Linked DNA regions of Mus musculus: region 2 is linked to region 1. Evidence: chromatin contacts called from public HiChIP or PLAC-seq data. All regions are on one chromosome and are shown on one strand. The core of a region is the stretch at or near the end of the contact, and the rest is flanking DNA. Distances in the headings are between cores, read along the strand shown. Region 1 has its middle 4.0 kb from the start of Gm24296. Region 2 has its middle 27 kb from the start of Nfkbia.

Region 1 (4,067 bases), core at 445-2,944:
AGAGCTAAAAGAGAAGGAACTCTGGTCAGAGACTTCAGGAAAGTGGGAAAGAGATTGTCTAGAAAACCTGCTGAGGGGCAACACTCAACAGAGCCAGTGTAGGATGCCTTCAAAGACAAGCAGAGGGTCGGCGAAGACCCTAGACTAGGCAGCAGCTTTTTGGTAATATCTAGAAATGATCACAAAGGTACCTCATAGCTTTGTTGAACACCATGAGTAGGTGGGCACTTGGCTGTGTGAGTGGTTACTTGAAGAAAGGAAAGAGTATAAACAGATTTGACTAATGGGCAGATATCATGTAAATCTATCAACTTCAGGACATCCTTATTTCCTATTTCTGGGAACAATTTAATAATATATTTATTATTGTTGTTGTTATTAAAGTTTTTGAGACAAGGGTTACTCTGTAGCCCAGCCTGGCTTTGAAGGCACATGATCCACCTGCCTCAGGATGTTAGGATTGTAAGGCAGGAGCCACCACAGTCCATAGCGCAGTATTTCAGCTCCCTCCCATTCCTAGTCTATTCTTGATCACCCCATTTCTGCCAATGCTGTTACTTGCTATTCTAGACTCCCAGGCCTGAAATCTTGGAATCATTGCTTTGCTTCTTCTCTTAGCGTCACCTACACAGTCACCTACACAGTCATATGAGGATGAAGTTTAATTTATAGAGACGGCACCATAACATAAACAATAATACGTATGGTGATACATCATAATTAATGCCATGCAGTCTCTGTTCTGGAAAGAGTCATGACATGCTGTCAGTTGCAGAGTACAGCTGGCAGCAGGTAACTGGGGGCTTCAAGGAGTGAGAGCCCACAAGGGAGGGCTGCAGTAGGCTCATTTTGTGATTAAGCTTCTACCTCCTCTTCTCCAGTAGTTTCCCTGCCTTGACGGCTCTGCCAGATCCAGTACCCACTACCCCCAGACGCATCTTGGTGACGTCAGTTTTGAGAGTCACTCATCGTAAGTCTTCAGGAAACCGAAACAGGGTCCCCAAGAAAATAAAGAACACCCTGGATGTGCTCATGTTCAGTGAGAACGGGTACAGATATTGTACTCAGGATCGGGGTGGGGAGGCAGATTTAGGAAGGGCTTCTCTGAGGAGAGACAAGGGAAGAGATAGCAGGGAGCTGGCGCACATCAGGGCGCAGTGAACAGGCTGATACCAGGCAGATTCAGAATCTTTCAGGGAGAAGAGTGGATCACTGAGGCCGGGGTAGAGAGAATGGGAAGGAGTGGGCTGATGTCTTCCCTGGGCACAGTGTATTGGATTTGTCAGTTAGGAGTCAGAATCGAGGGTGGTTTCAGTAGCAAAAAAGGAAGTACAGAGGGTAGGTAAAGACACCACAAATGCAGAGAATGGGGAAGGATCACAGATCTCCTTCTGAAAGTATGGGTCGAGAAGGAAGAAGGAGGAGAAAGGCCAACAGGCTTCGTCCTCCCCTCCCCTGTAAAACAGACCTGCACTAGTTCAGAGCCTGGGGCATAGATCCCTGTGGTGAAGAAGCTGCTATTTAGAGAAAGGTGTTTGGTGGGCGTGAGATTCCCCACGGGGGTGTGAGGAGATGGAATCTCATCAGGGAGACGTTTTTGTGCCTTTATAATCATTCTCTGACTGTATGCATGCCAACTTGCACGTGTATGATTGTACAGGCGGAACAACTATAAACCAAAAAGCTTCCGAATCTAAAGTTTGAATATGGGCGTGACTGCACAAGTGGGGACAAAAAGTCCCACCTCTGATCTCATGATCTGGGCGGCAATGAAATACCAAATAGCTGAAAGCTGCTTGCATAGCTGTATACAAAACACGAATGGCAAGAGAAATCAGCATTAAGCATCCGAGAGGCTTGCAAATACTTCCAGACTCTAAACTGGGTCTTTTAATGTTATATTGCCAGTGTAAATTTATATAACTACCATAAACTTAGTTAAGTCGGGGGCCGAAACTAAGTTTCAGCAGGTTAAAATAAAGGTACAGAAGGGCTGTACACCTTTTGGACCTTTCTAGGGGATAATCTTGCCCCGTCTAGCTTCTAGAGACAACCACAAGGGCTGGGGGATGTAGCCCAGTTGTGGAAACCTTGACTAGAGATAACCACATTCCTTGGCTTTTGACCCAGTTTCTTCATCCAAAACCAGCAGTGCCACATGTCTCTGACTTTTGTGCAATCATCCTCAGTCAGGGACTGGGGCTATGGCTCAGCAGTGAAGTGCTTACCTACATGTGGTAGGCTCTGGTTCCCCCCAGGAGTACATCTAATAATAATAATGATGATGATGATGATAATAATAATAAGCATAGTTGGGAAGTGTCTGCTTTTAAGAACTCCTATAGTTAGGTTAGACACAACTGAGGAGCACAAGGCAATCGGCCCACCTCAAGGCCCTTAACCTTAATTATGTCTGTGAGTTTCTTGTATAAACTAACATACAGGCATGGGCACCTCTGGAGGCTTTACTCTGCCTAGCACACTAGAACTAAGTACGAGGTTCTTATTTTAAGTTTGAAACAGGCAAAATATTTAATCTTGGAAAGTTTGGAGCTGGAGAGATGGCTCAGTGGTTAAAGCACTTGCTGTTCTTTCGGAGGATCCATATTAGTTTCCTAGCATCCATTCGTTACTAGCAGTCATCTGTAACCCCACTCTAGTGGCTCCGACACCCTCTTCTGGCTTCCACAGGCATTGTCCGCAAGCGGCACACATACATGTAGGCAAACACTCACGTGTAAAACAAACAAACACAAAATCTGTTTTTTAAGTTAAAAAAAATATATATATATGGGGAGGTTTGATATTTGTACTTGACTTGGGAAAGATAAGTTGGTCAAATAGGTGAACTAGATTCTAAAGGCCAGGCAATGTAAAGGCTACAAAGGTATAGAAAAGCAGCCAACTGGTAGCCTGAGGTAAAACTTTCAGCCTGTGAAGAGAAATATAACTGGAAAAGTGAATCTCAATTATGCTTAGGAAGGAAGACATAGGCATTTGAACCAAACATTAAGACAATCGAAATCACAGTGGTGGCAAGACTTGCAGGTTCTAGAGAGGATACCAACATAAAAGGGAGAAACGCTAAGAGTTTTCATTCCCAGGAGCTTGAGGGATTAGCATGCTTCATGTGGAGTTCTAAGGTTAGAATTTACAAACTATATTCAGGGCTAGATTCTGAATTCAGCTGCTTTGTGCCTCTCCTTTGTTACCATGTAGTCTCTGAATATATGTGTTGCCACATGAGTGTACTCTTTGTAAAGCCAGATGGCCAGTTCTTGATGTCAAAATAGCATTTCTTGGCAATCCAATTCCAACTATAGAAACCAAATAGTAAGAAATTCTATTCTAACTCTAAGTACTTTCAGAAATATGATAGAGGCAGTATTCTTCCCCAGTGGACTTTGTATACTTGCTGTGTTCCAGGCACTGTCCTGAATTTTTTTTTTTTAATTAAAAACCCAAGTAATAAGAGTTTCAATGATCCCTGCTTGGTAGGCCAAAGCATGAACTCAAAGGAGGAAATAAAAGAGGAACAAATATATCCTAATATTTTCTACTCCAGTAAAAATTAGTTAGTAAATGACATGTCAGATACTAGTGAAATTGTAAAAAGCTGTTTGGTTGTTGAATAAAGGGAACTCTGTAATCTATATTTTAAAGCCACTGATTTATTCCTTGTATATCTGGTTTCTTAAAAGAACAATAGATTTGGCTGAACATAGTAACAATTTATCCTGTAAGCTTCAATCAGCATATATAATCTAGGTAGATTCTAGATGTATGATCTATATTCTATCTCCACATTAAGATGAAAGAAGGTGTTCACCTGATTCTCCATCAAATAATATAATCAAATTTCTGTTTTGTACATCTACCTAACCACTGATCCAAACAACAAATGTGTGCCAAACTCTTGTCATAGAGGGGTACTGTGCAGGGTACTGTGCAAGGCTGTGTGTGATAACACAAATATTTAAATTTTTATAACACATAACACAGGTATTTAAATTTTTATAAATCTATTATATATGTATTTATGTAAGCTATATATTTTTTATAAAATT
Region 2 (4,067 bases), core at 880-3,379, 470 kb before region 1:
ATCTCTCCTAGCTGAGGACCCATCAGTGAGTGTCTGCAGTTTGTGTGTGTTTTGGGTGACAGATGCCGATGGCCTGGTGTTCAAGGAACTGTGTGGGTCGTGTTTGCCAGCTGAATAAGCAGGGCCAAGACCTATCACAAATGGGTCAAGACACAGTCACGGCATCCTCATTCAGGAAGTAAGTGGGGGGTCCCAAGCCTTGGATTCCAGAGTGGGTAACTTTGCTTTCTGCCTTCCCAGTTGATGCCCCTGGAAAAGCCCCTGCCTCTGCCATACACCACACAGCTCTGTGTAATTTCCTCTTTGGGTCAGTCCTCCACAGAGGGCTATGATGAGGCCATGACTCAAACCCCGGTCTGACATTGACAAGCCACCAGCTGCCTGGCTTCCAGCTGGCTCAGAGGATACTGGGCAATCGTGGCTGCCCACTGTCTCTTCCTACTTCTGCTCCACATCCAGATATGGGCTGGGCAGATATGCACTGTGGCTCACTCTGGACCCCAAAGCTTGTCAGGTTCTGGAGCGTGATCTGAGGCAGACTCTCAGCTAGTGTCCAAACGAGAGAGCCGTGCTCCTCCAGGGTCAAGCTTCAAATGTGCCAGCAAGCTGCTGGAGCCGGGCTGATGTCTGCAGTTGCAAGTGAGAACACCCTTCAGTTTTCTACCCATTCAAAAGACCCACAGAGCAGCTGGCTGCACCTTTCAAAAAAGATGCTCTGCTTAGATGAAACCACACACCATTCAAAGTACCTGGCAGGGCCCTGCAACCCAGCGGCTGACTGATGCCTTCAGCAAGCAATGGGAATCTGTGGTTTGCTCATTCTGAACTGATGCAGCTGCTCACTCTGAGCCCCTCAGGGTGGGGAGGCACAGGCCAGGAGCCATTCATACTTCTGGGCAATTTGAAGTCATGTGCTGTGTGTCACCATGGCTGTGACTCAACCCACGGCTTGCCAAAGCTCTTTCACAAAGGGTGAAACTGCTCTGTAGGCGCTTTTTAAAGGAGGGCTCTCTGCCTCCTTCAACATGAGAAGAAAGCGACCTGTGCAGGAGATGGGCCTTTCCTGCTGTCAAGCGCAGCCGGCTCTCTCTCCCCAGCCCTGGGAGTTTTAACAATGGATTTGATGACTGAATGAACAACAGAGAAAAAGAATTGGCAAGGGGTTAGATCCCAAGAGCTTACACTGTTCCATGCATTCTTCCTTCCTGGGGAGGGAATGGGTCTAGAATGGCTGCCAGGAGGGGTCTGGTTCCCAGGGGAGGGCAAAGAGATCTATGTCTCATGGATGTGGGTCCATCCGCCTCCTTCCAAGAGAAAAGAGCAATCCCCTGTATCTAGATCTTTTCTAGAATAATAAATTTCTGGTGTTTGTTGAGGCCCTGAAAAGAGTCTTTCTATTATTGTTTTAGTATTATTGTGCTCCTTTAAAAAAAAAAAATGTGTAATGGCAGATGCCAAAAACCCAGGAGAAGCCAGCAGGGCCGGGCGTGCTGGGTAGGATGGGTGAGCAGCCACCCGTGGACCTCGGTCAAGCTGTACTCGGTCAGCCTGTCCGTGGTCAAGCTGCTCTGAAAGAGTGGGTGGAGGCTACTGCAGGCACCGTGGCTACAGCATCTCCACCTCCCCACTCTTCCTGCTTTGGGTGCTCCGTTGGGCGGGGCACTGTGGCTGGCGGACCTGCTGCCCGTCACAGCTTGCACGGACCACAGAGAGTGGGAGAAAGCCCCTCGGGCTCTGTTTGGCGTGGTTGGTGTGGCGTTTTTACTATTTTCCTTTTTCTTTCTTTACCTTCTGTGTAAACCACAGCTCATAATGGTCAGCCTGGCAGATGGAAACTGAAAGTCAGAGAGCATGTGGCACCTGAGACGCTCCCAGGAAAGCAGATGGCATGACAGCTAGGATTGGGTAAAGAACGGTCCTTGGCCTACCCTGGTGGCATATAGATCACCTTTCAGGTTCTGCCATCTAGATACTCAGAAGAAGGGGGTGGACACCAAAGGTTGGGTCTCTGAGGCACAAGGGCAATAAAGACATAAGCAGTTTAATTAGGCTGATCATACCAATGGCCAGACTGCACAGCCAAGCAGATCGTACTCAGAACTCAAGTTTGCTGTGTTTCCAGGACAGGTGGCCCCTGCCACTCCAGCTGCATGACTTCTCCTTGGTGGGGCCTCCCACAGCTGAGCTTTTACACCAAAACAAATAAAACAAAAGCTCTTCAGGCAAAACTGCTTTCAAAGACTGCTGTCTCTAAAAGGAAATTGACATGACATTTTCCCACAAGAAATTCAAAGAATCGCAATCGCGATTACTCAGAGCTCCTTCTCCACATTCTTGTGAACATTTGAGAAATTCCCAGTGCCTCCCGTTGTCGTCAGTCCGGGAAGCCTGGCGTGCCCAGCCCCACAGATCATAGCAACTGAGCTCATAGCAACTGCACAAACCACCGTGTGACGAGTGCGTGCATGTGTGTGTGTGTGTGTGTGTGTGTGTGTGTGTGTGTGTGTGTGTGTGTGTGTTCTCTCGATTGCGAATGCATGCGCAGGTGTGTGTTTGGACATATGTGGGTGTGTTACTTTGTTTGATAAGGAGAGGAAATGCAAATAAAGAAGAAATGACTTCTGGTAAATTTGGGTCTGAAAACTAACTGTCCCTTTCATCTCAGAGCCTTCCTCTTGAGGCTTTCTTCCGCTGAAGCAGTTTTCCAGGACACTCAGAGACACGCAGCCTCTTCCGTGAATAATCCTGTGAGACCTCCTACTTTGGGTATCAAATTAACTTCATGCCCAGCGACTCTTGAAGGAAGAAGAGCCTATTGGCCACTAGCCTACGTCCAGGGCAAAGTGAAACTGCTGTGAAAACCTGGCAAGTCTTGGCAACTGCCAGGAATGCTGCCAACAAAGGAGAAAGGGCCTGTCAAGCCCTCCCCTTGCGCTCTGTGGAGACAGACAGCTCACCTTGGGTTTCCTCAGACACATCTGTGGGAAGCTGAAGAGTGTTGGCAGGTGAACGTCTGTCTCAATTCCTAAGGAATCAAAAAATAAGACATGAAATAGGAGCGACAGGAAGGATGGAGGGGAGGGGAAACGAATAGAGGAGGGAGGCTCAGAGCTGGAACTGCAGATCTGTGTAGCAGGACCAGCTGCAGGCTAAAGAGCACAGCAAGCTCGTAGGCCGGCCTGCGCCCGGAATTCCAGGCAGTCGTTGGCTACACAGTGAGTCCAGCTCGGAAAAACAGCAACAACAAAACCCTGGTGCCCACCGCTTAGATTACTATCTCTCTCTCTCTCCCTTCCCAGGGCCTTGCTGCTAGGCAACTGCTCAACCACACAGCTACATCCCCAGCCCACTCCTTGAAATGTGAACAGTCTGAAATAAAGTAGGCTATCATATGTGCTGGGCTTCAAAGGCTTAGTAAGAACAAAAGAGGAGTGTAGCTACTTGTGACCTTTTCTCCCCAAAAACTAAAATAAAAAACAAACAAAAAAACAGAGTGTAAAAATTAATAAAAATATTTTTTCAATTATATGATTAAAAAAGCATGTTTTGGAGTTTTTATTAAAGTTAGTTTTCCCTTTTTCTGTTGTAAAGGTTTATTGTTTGTGTGTGTAGGTGTGAGTGTGTGTGTGCATGTGAGTTTGTGTGTGAGTGTGCATGTGTGAGTGTGAGTGTGTGCGAGTGTGTGTATGAGTGTGTGTGTGAGTGTGTGTGCATGTGCAAACCTGGGGCATGGTTAGGCTGGAAGCCAGCAAGCCCATGGCATCTTCCTGTCTCCAGCCCTGGAGTGATGAGCACACACTTGCCACCTGTCCTCACGATTGTACAGCAAGTGCTCTTAACCACTGAGCCCTCTCTCCAACCCTCCTACCTATTTTTCAATTGTTTATTTCATTCTGTTCAGTAGGGTTTTGTAGCCCTGGCTGTCCTTGAACTCCTGATCCCCATGCCTCCTCACTTCCTGTGTGCTAGGGGTACAAGGATGTGCCATCACGCTCTGTATACCTTTTTACTTACCTGTTTCTTAAATGTGACTACTAAAGCATTTACGACTCCGTCTGCAGCCTGCC

What was found. HiChIP or PLAC-seq counts read pairs in DNA pulled down with a chosen protein or histone mark.
Region 2: a contact with region 1 is called in an H3K4me3 HiChIP or PLAC-seq map of bone marrow-derived macrophages, with 5 times the contacts expected there. The contact joins two enhancer-like sites. A contact is called at or near these places in 2 of 39 promoter capture datasets (the C10 cell line and pre-B cells) and 2 of 115 datasets of contacts at active chromatin or transcription factors (bone marrow-derived macrophages and embryonic stem cells).

The regions. Positions count from the first base shown.
Region 1 is chr12:54,991,073-54,995,139 of GRCm38.p6, reverse strand. It overlaps a transcript of Baz1a not described here. Among named protein-coding and RNA genes, the nearest start is that of Gm24296, 4.0 kb to the left of the region's middle. Within about 2 kb of position 1,694, at least 95 of the 459 cell types and tissues checked have an H3K27ac peak or open chromatin away from gene starts, as enhancers often do. A contact at or near this core is called in bone marrow-derived macrophages, where this site is marked.
Region 2 is chr12:55,463,328-55,467,394 of GRCm38.p6, reverse strand. No RefSeq gene overlaps it. Among named protein-coding and RNA genes, the nearest start is that of Nfkbia, 27 kb to the left of the region's middle. Within about 2 kb of position 2,129, at least 320 of the 459 cell types and tissues checked have an H3K27ac peak or open chromatin away from gene starts, as enhancers often do. A contact at or near this core is called in bone marrow-derived macrophages, where this site is marked.